Linked DNA regions of Gasterosteus aculeatus: region 1 is linked to region 2. The links are chromatin contacts, called in public Hi-C maps. All regions are on one chromosome and are shown on one strand. Each heading gives the region's core, a stretch centred on a gene start, on an enhancer-like site or on the middle of the called end of the contact. The rest is flanking DNA. Distances are from core to core; before and after follow the strand shown.

The links. A called contact is a pair of places that touch in the nucleus more often than the background predicts.
Region 1: a contact with region 2 is called in a Hi-C map of skeletal muscle, with 4 times the contacts expected there. The contact joins the enhancer-like site here to the promoter of LOC120830797 in region 2. A contact is called at or near these places in 2 of 6 Hi-C or Micro-C datasets (skeletal muscle and whole body).

What each region holds. Positions count from the first base shown.
Region 1 is chr12:14,076,479-14,080,750 of fGasAcu3.hap1.1, forward strand. No RefSeq gene overlaps it. Among protein-coding and RNA genes, the nearest start is that of ppfibp2a, 25 kb to the right of the region's middle. Within about 2 kb of position 1,788, at least 1 of the 9 cell types and tissues checked has open chromatin away from gene starts, as enhancers often do.
Region 2 is chr12:13,819,115-13,823,350 of fGasAcu3.hap1.1, forward strand. LOC120830797 (chromodomain Y-like protein 2) reads right to left here and starts at 2,964. Exons shown (of 7, transcript XM_040195713.2): 1 at 2,353-2,964. The coding sequence starts at 2,376.

The DNA.
Region 1 (4,272 bases), core at 538-3,037, 260 kb after region 2:
CTTTGTGCTCCTTTATCTTTTGGTGGCATTTTGGAAGTCTTTTGTGGCTGCCCAACTGGGGAAAGTTTTTTTTTTACTATATTTTGGATATAGAATATACTGTTAGTGTGTACTGGCATTTTAGCAGAACATTTTTTTAATCCATTTTGTTAGTCATTATTATTATTTATTTGGTGCAGAATACTGTTTTGTATTTAAACTAAGGTTTTATCAGTGTTATTATGTTTAAATCAAGTTAAGTGTCAAGTTATACAAATGTTAATATATGTTTATAATGTTTACCTGTTAACAAAATAACAGCTACTTTTTTTATAAGGGGGGGGCGGCTGGTAGTGTCCCTAACAATGCTGAGAGCAAACTTACGCTCTTATACTTACCGTATACCATATTATTCCACTTTATTTTGCTGGACATTACCACCCACAGTATTTAGTACATGTGACATTCTCACGACAAACATTAGGATTATTTTGTATTTATTATCAGGTTTGTGGATGTAAACAAAAGTTTATTCAAGCTACAGTGAACCTTTTTTCAAACTGACTGACCTTAATTCATAAAAAAGAATGACTTTACAGCAATCGGTAACTATTATGGCACCATAACACTATCCTGTCAATAATCCCTGGCAGTACTTCCTGAGAATACAGTGTCTGTAAATTACATCCAAAGTCTAAACATTCCATTTTATTACCTTAATCGAGGTTTTCTTGACCTCATTTAAAAGCTTGCTTTGTTAAGCATTATGCGAGGTTTCTTTTTTATAATGAAAAACACAATGCAATAGATACTTGGAGTGTTCAATATCAATCTTGTAATTAGAAAAATTACATTTGGTAACACTTTGTTTTAGTTTCATTGTAAAATTTGAATCCATTGAATGAAGTGGAAATTCATTCAATATATATCCTTATCCGAGGAAGGAAGGAGGTGGTGCTACGCCATTTGTACCAACAGGCAGTAAATCAATGCAACCAGAGATTTTAGATACTGATCTTATCGTGCTTTTATCACATTCTTATCAAAATATGGGCTCCTTCAGCCTCGTGGGTGATCAATGAACATTCCTCCTGCTACTGAAACAAACACAAGGGCATCGAGTGCTCGAGTCTGCTCTTATCTAAACTAGTAATCATCTGCTCATCACCCATTATTTCATCAGTGCTCAAAACCAATTTCTTATATATTTTCTTAGAAGCTGTCTCACATCAGCTGTTGGAATCACAAATTCCTTTCCTAACAAGTAACGAACCCATTAAAGATTAAATAGAACTTTCATATAGGCATAAAAATAAACAGGATCAATCTACAACACATTACTATAGTTTACAAGACCGTATTCTATGACACTTTTCTACCAAGAAGCTTTCTGTGTCTTATCTAAAGCTGTATAAAGCTGGTGTCAGCCATGAGATGCTGGTAAATCATCGACCACGGGAATATAACAGTACGACAACCTGGTAAACAACCAGACAATTATATTTTATACTCGCTGTTTTCAGACAAACGGTGTGGAATGTTCTATTAAACTAAACCACCATGTGTTAGACAACTGGACTCAACATATCTGTTTTCCCTAAAAGTTGATACTGCTTAATTGTTACACATAATTAATTGATTAATTGTATTATCTTAAATGGGCCTTTCCCCCAATCATGCAACCACAGTCAGCCACTGTATTGGCAACGGCAAAACATTACAAAAGTCAGCTGTTAACATGATTTGAGTGTGTATCTGGTAACTGTATATATTTTGCTATACAATTGTGCTATATGCTATATATGCTATGCTATATATAGCATGTATATATATAAAACTACAAGAGCATGTAAACCAACAAAGAGCAAGTGTGTGTGTGTTTGTGCCAGATAGGGTGGTAGACAGCTTACACAGACCCAACAGCATATCACCTTGTCTGTCAATCAAGCCACAGGGGAGGTGAAGGGTAAGGAGAAGACAGGCACGCTGGCTAATCATTTTGTAATCAGGCGTCAAAACAAAACAAAAAAATGTTTATCTGATCAGCGCGGGCGGCTGCCAGAGTGACATGAATGTTATTTCCTCCCGTGTCATCATGTCAGGGCTAATGGACACTGGTGAGGAGGGGAGTTAATTACTTTTGACAACGCTCCTTGCTAATTTCCCATTTATATGGAGTCCCTTTTCTCCTCTGCCATCGGCCGGGCGGACAGAATGCTTTGCTGCCGTTTGCATCAGATCCATCAGAACATCTACGCCATGTCTTTGCTTAGCAAAACAATATGCACACCATTGTTTCCTTTCCTAATTGTTTCTGGAGCCAAGACACAGCGACACTGGACTCGCGTTGTGACACCAGCCGTCTCACACCTAAGAAACACTGTCTGATTTGCAGACAGGCATTGCAGAGGTTTCTCCTCGGACTTCCTTTCACTGTGCGTTAGTGAGGCTGTGTCATCCAGCACATAGTCACAACATTTGTCACTTTGCTTTCTGTCCCATCCGTTCACAAGTTCAACTTCTTACCTCACTTCCTTACTTTCCAGTCATCAATTCACACCCTTGATACATTGTCCTCCTCATTTTATTGTCACTCTCACCTAACCTTCCATTTTACGCTGCTCAAAACTTTTTAGAAAGATTTGCAAGCGGCATATGGTGGTAATTTGACATGTGTTTTATTTCGTATGGTCAGCGGATACGGCAGGCCAACCATTATTTATAGTATCCATTTGTCAAATTCTTTAAGCTCTTTGAATAAGAACGCTACATATATGCAGTTTAATCATGAATAATTGATGAATGAATAAAAAAGAAAAACGTAGCAGCAGGTATACAAACACCAAATATTGTTTAACGGATATTCCGGTGTTATCTCCTCCAAATTTCCCTCAACGAGCTCTGAATCTCTATGCCCCTGACATCTGGCTCTGAGACCCACAGAGCCCCCCCCCCTCCCCTCCAAACCATTTTACATTATTATATGTTATGCTAAGAGGGCAGTCAGCTTACTTCTAACTAGTGCCGGGCCTGATAAACGATGGGCCTTCTGGCACATGTACGCGGAAGGGCCAAAAGTGGAAAGGGACATTTAATTCTTGGCCATCAATCTGATGGGGATCTGTGGGCACGAGGAGGGACGGTGGTAATTCATTTTGAAAGGGTCCCAGTGGGCTGCGAAGAGGCCCTGAGGGGTGGTGATGGGTCCTCACCCTATGATTGAGATTCTGAAAGTGGAGCTGTTTTATGGGATTCTTAATTTAGAGAGGCAGGCACTGCCAAAGATGTCTCGTCAGTAAGGCAAAGGGGCAAAAGGGGCATCTGGGGCTGACCTGTGAGGGGCACATTAATTAACCATGAATTAGAACGTTTTCTGCTCACAATGTGTGTGCTTTTCTTCAGGGAAATACAGAGTGAAAGATGCAGTCAGTATACTTTTTAGACGAAAGGATATAATCTCTTACTAGGAAGGTGTATTCACAGCCTTGAATGATTGATATTGGTCATCTATCTCTGATTGAATGGGAAGTGGTGACGTCCATATACCTTGTAGGTCACAGAAATAAATGATGATACACTGACAAGAAAGTCCCCCGTGTCTCCTCACAGTCCATATGGGGAATAATAATCAATCTTTCTGCCACAGATTCTTTGGAAAAGTAACAGTGTTGAACGGCAACACCTTGATGCGGCAAACAAGGGGTCTGTGAGGGGTTGATTCTTTCAGGAACGGCTTTTAGAAGCCGAGAGATTGACGAGCATTTACGCATGACAACAATCAATCGCAAAGACAAATCCTCTGTGTCACTCAGCGCTGTGTGCTATTCTATGGGAGACAGGCATTCTCCTTGGACGCAAACACTGTCCCCGATTTGTCAGAGACACAATAACAGCGCAGCCAGACCCCATTTGCATCACTGTGTGAAACACAAATGTAATTGATCGAAATATTGATTATAGTATTTTGGAGAAAAGGGATGTCCCGGGAGAGCAGTAGAGGCGGTTGCACATTTAAATACTTCTTTGACCTTTCGAATACATTTTTTAAGTATATATTTGAATGAATAAACAAGCTGAAATGTAACCTGATTTGGACGCTTGAGAAAAGATTTATGTACAGAAAACATAGCAAGACATGTCTTCCATAAATGCAAAACTATAATATCTTGTATCACATCTTTTATTTTATCACACAAGATTCAAAGATTTTTATTGTCATTTACAAACGCCCTGTGTATTGAAATTCTTGTGCTTGCCTTTCCGGAAAGCCGACCCATTTTAAAATAAAAATAA
Region 2 (4,236 bases), core at 1,714-4,213:
TATACTTATTATATTTAAATCATTGCTCTGAATCTTGCTCGTTTAAAGGCTGTTTGTTGTAAATATTGAGATTATAGCGAGATCAAAGTGATCTTTAATCATACAGTGGGGACTGTTAACACATCTGAAAAATGAACATAACAGCACAGAATTGATTAAGATTAAATAAAAGCAAATAAGACATTTACGCAGAGGCATCCTATATTCAGTAGATTATAATTATGGTACAAAGTACTTATTATTGTATCTCAAGGCTTATTGTTCCATGCAGTTTCTGTGGTACATTTAAAAGCTTCTTTTACTAATTTTGTTCCGGTTTTGGGAACAACAAAACACAAACAGTCCTGATAGTTTGGAAGAATAGGGGGAACCTCAAATTAGGCTACATTTATTAAAAAAGTAACTAGGCTTTCTACCAATCCTTTTGTGTGCATCCATGTTTAAGTATTGAATGCACTTTATAAACAAAAGCATCTCTGAACAGCAGCTGATCCCAGCAGCTGTTGTCTTCGTAACTACATTGTGGAATCAACAATGACATTGTTGTGTTTATTCACTGTGCTTCAGCTGCAACCAATGCATTTTACAAAGTCAGCACTAAAACGTACCTTCAGCCGCAACTACTTTCACACATCAGCCTACATATCGGTTTATTGTCATGATGCCACAAGTTACTACTCCTTCTTTTCAATTAAGACTGAGATCAATCGCGTATTTTTCCAGTGAGGCACGAAAAAGATCCAAATTTAGGGACGCTCAGAACTGGAGTGCTTACAGGCTGCATACTGAAATAGGAGAAAATAGATCCGGAGAATTACTTAGATTTATGCAACATGGTTTCAGCCCCTTTCCCTCAGTCCTGGAGATGAATGCTTACTCATCCCAAAGCAAATCAGCCCATGCTCCACCTCATAAAACATCTTCTTTCTAAATTCCTCTTTTCAATCTCCTGTGGCTCCATCAAATGAACCACTTCTACATAAAATCATTAGCTAGGTTATCGTTGTTGGCACTCCATACGCATAGACTTGAAAATAATTACTTATAAAACCCAATAAGACACACTGTTTTCTATATATACATTTTTTCTTTTGATTAAAAGCCAACTCAGGTCAGCTGATCCATCTTGATCATCCAAAACAGAGCGATCGCTGGTGGGGCTGTTTATATGTCAGTGGGGAAACAATTCAAAGACTCAACAGACTGTGGATGTGCGATCCCCGCCAACACATTGTTGACAACAAAAACAAAGGCTGCATAGAAAATGAGTCAGTGATTAGTAAGGTATTGCTACACATCGAGCCATTTTATTCTAAAGAATAAACAGCCAATTCAAACTAGTATTACTCATTTAAATGCAAAAGTACTTTGTTCATTGACCCAGCTCCACGGCACAGATCTCAGAGGCTGACGTTAGCGTAACGTTCAGCTGCTGGTAATAACTCAGTGATGCGACTTGTGCAAAGCATTAAACAAGCAGGCCAGTTACTTTGTATGAATAAATGAATATTCAGCCAAATCCAAAGAAGCCCAAGTAAAAAGCTCAAAACATCCAGTTGAGTTGCTTTTTGTAACCTACTGTGAAAGAAAACATAACTGTCAATCGCTTTCTTTAGTCCATCCTCTGGACACTATCATGTCTCAAATGTGTCACGTAACTTCCTTTGAAACATGGAAAACTTGGTTTTGTCCAATCACACATTTGTTTGACCTTCACCGTGGACATCGACCCACCATCACCCGTCATCTGTCGCCCCCATGACATCATGACACCATGACACCATGACACCATGTCATCATGACACCATGACATCACGTCAGCATGACACACAGGCTGTTGACAATCGGATGTACTTTCCTGCCGCCCATTTGGGCAACTTTTACGCCCACCTCCCCTACAACAAAAAACAAAAAAGCTGTCGAGGGTTTCAATTTCCCAGGCATCCAAACGTTAACGGGGGGGGGTCGCGGTGACCGTCTTTTTGGGCACATAATGCGCACCTTGAGAGGCATCACTCCGCCTGGACATCTCCACCACGTCGCTGTCACTTTACCACCACTTTCAACTCGGCGACGGAGCGCGGAGTTCACCCCCCCGCGGGGGGTCGGCACGTTATCTCTTCTCTCGACTTCCAACAATCGCCACAAAGTGCATCGGAAGCGACGCAAAGTGCGAGCACACGTCAGCGACGCTGAAGAGCACGAGAGCGGTTAGTTTCGCCCGTTAAAGGGCTCCAGCGCGCCGCTTTCTCTCTCTCGTTCTTTAACGTACGCGACGCCCTCCGCTTCACTTCCTAATTCCACTATCGGTCTGTACCGCGGAGCCGTTCCGCCGGACGCGGGTTATCCTACCTCGTAAAGGTCTCCTGAAGCCATTCTTTGGGTGCGGACTCCGGCGGCGCGGCGCTCTTGCCTGCCGCGTCGGCTTCCTTCTCGCTCTCTGTGGGTTTTTTTTTTTTTTTGTTGGCCCCAAACACTCTGTCGGTGTTCCGGTGAAAGCCCCGGTAGACGGGAATTAGCGAGCAGCCGTGTTATTCCGAGCAATCCGCAGTTAGCAGATCAACAGACAGCGTCAATCGAGCCCGGCGCTGTGCGACGGATCGCTCCACACTTAGAACAAACAACCGTCGGGGCGGTGCTGTTTACCCGGAGAGAGAGAGAGAGAGAGCGCGAGAGAGAGAGGGGGGAGAGAGGGGGAGGGAGAGAGAGAGACAGCTAAGTGGAGGACACTAAATTAGTCCCCGGCTAAGAATGCATCGGCCGGATGGTCTTGCACGCGCCCTCCGCTGCGATCCAACCACCCCAACGGGGGACGACACGCCGGATGGAGGAGGCTCCCCGCTGAGGCCGCTTCTGTTCGGATCTCGCTACCTGTGCACTTCGCGGTACCACGGATGACCGGGTCGAAGCTTTTATTCAGGAAACACCTGGAGCACTTTGAGCTGGAGCTGTTCGCAGCGAATGGTTACTTACAGGAAGCTGCACAACTATCGTGCGTGTTGACGCTCGTGAGGCGCACGCACGGGCCGATCGACTTCCATCGAACGGAGTGTCCCCCACAGAAATGGCCATTACCGTGGCAATATTTGTCCAACTAAATGGATTGATAATTAAAATAGACCATGTGTTATTTAACGTTCACCCTGTTGCACCGATACAAATGGCCCCATCCAGAAAGGACACGGGGCTTGTCATCCAGTAAACACTGTCAGGGTTGAACTCCACAGCTGAAGATTGGTGTGGTAAAGCATCAAATGATTTAGCATGTTCTCATTAATGATCGGTTCGGCTATTTGTGACTTTAAAGTGATGTGGTGCAACGGAAATGTCCACAAGTTCCTCAGGAGTGAACAAAAAATAAACTGATACTTAATGTAAATCATTATGAGCCAACTGACTCTTACACCGTTTCTAATAAAATTGAATTTTTAAAAGATGAACTGATTGTGTGGAAAGCAAGCAATGTGTATCGCTGTGTCATTGACTTTCTTTCTTTCATTCATTCTTTCTCTTTAAATTTTAAATGTTGACCACACATTCCTCTGCACGATTGAACACGCAATCAAAAAACACTGAAAGAAGAAGAAAAATCACCCTTCTAGAACTTTACGCAGCACTGTGAGGTATTCTGATGTTCAGTTCTGTGTCTGCGTCAGTTAAAACAAATACTGATACTCTGGGACTCAGTGCAGATGATGTGTAGTTTTGTGCAAGTTGCAAGTTTTTAGACTACATCGACATTACCAACATGAAGTGACTGGTCTTGGCTGAGCTGAGAAATAAACTGCCTACTCCATCTGAATGTCACGATGGAGCTCAGAGTGTATTATCAAGAGCTCCCGCCTGCTTTCCCGACGATTTCTCATCATTACCTGGTATTCCATAATATCCTCAGTACACCTGAGTCTATGTATCTTACAAGTAGCTGAGAACACTATTTGGCTTTGAGGTAAAGGTTGGGCGTTTAGTTGAAATGGTACATCAGATCAAATATATGTGCGTCTCTGTGGATGAACACTGTGCATTCAGGACATCTGTTACGCCAACCTTCTGCAACCAAAAGCTCTTGTAGACTTTCCCTTGTGTTCTAACCGGCCGAGAAGAGAAATGTTATTAAAACATAGGACTTTCCTCAATGCGGTGGCAAAATGGCATTTTGTCCTGTTTGAGTTCTGACTGTAGATCTGTGGGAAGAATGAGGAAATGGCAAAACAGGAAGTGTTGTCTGGATAGTTA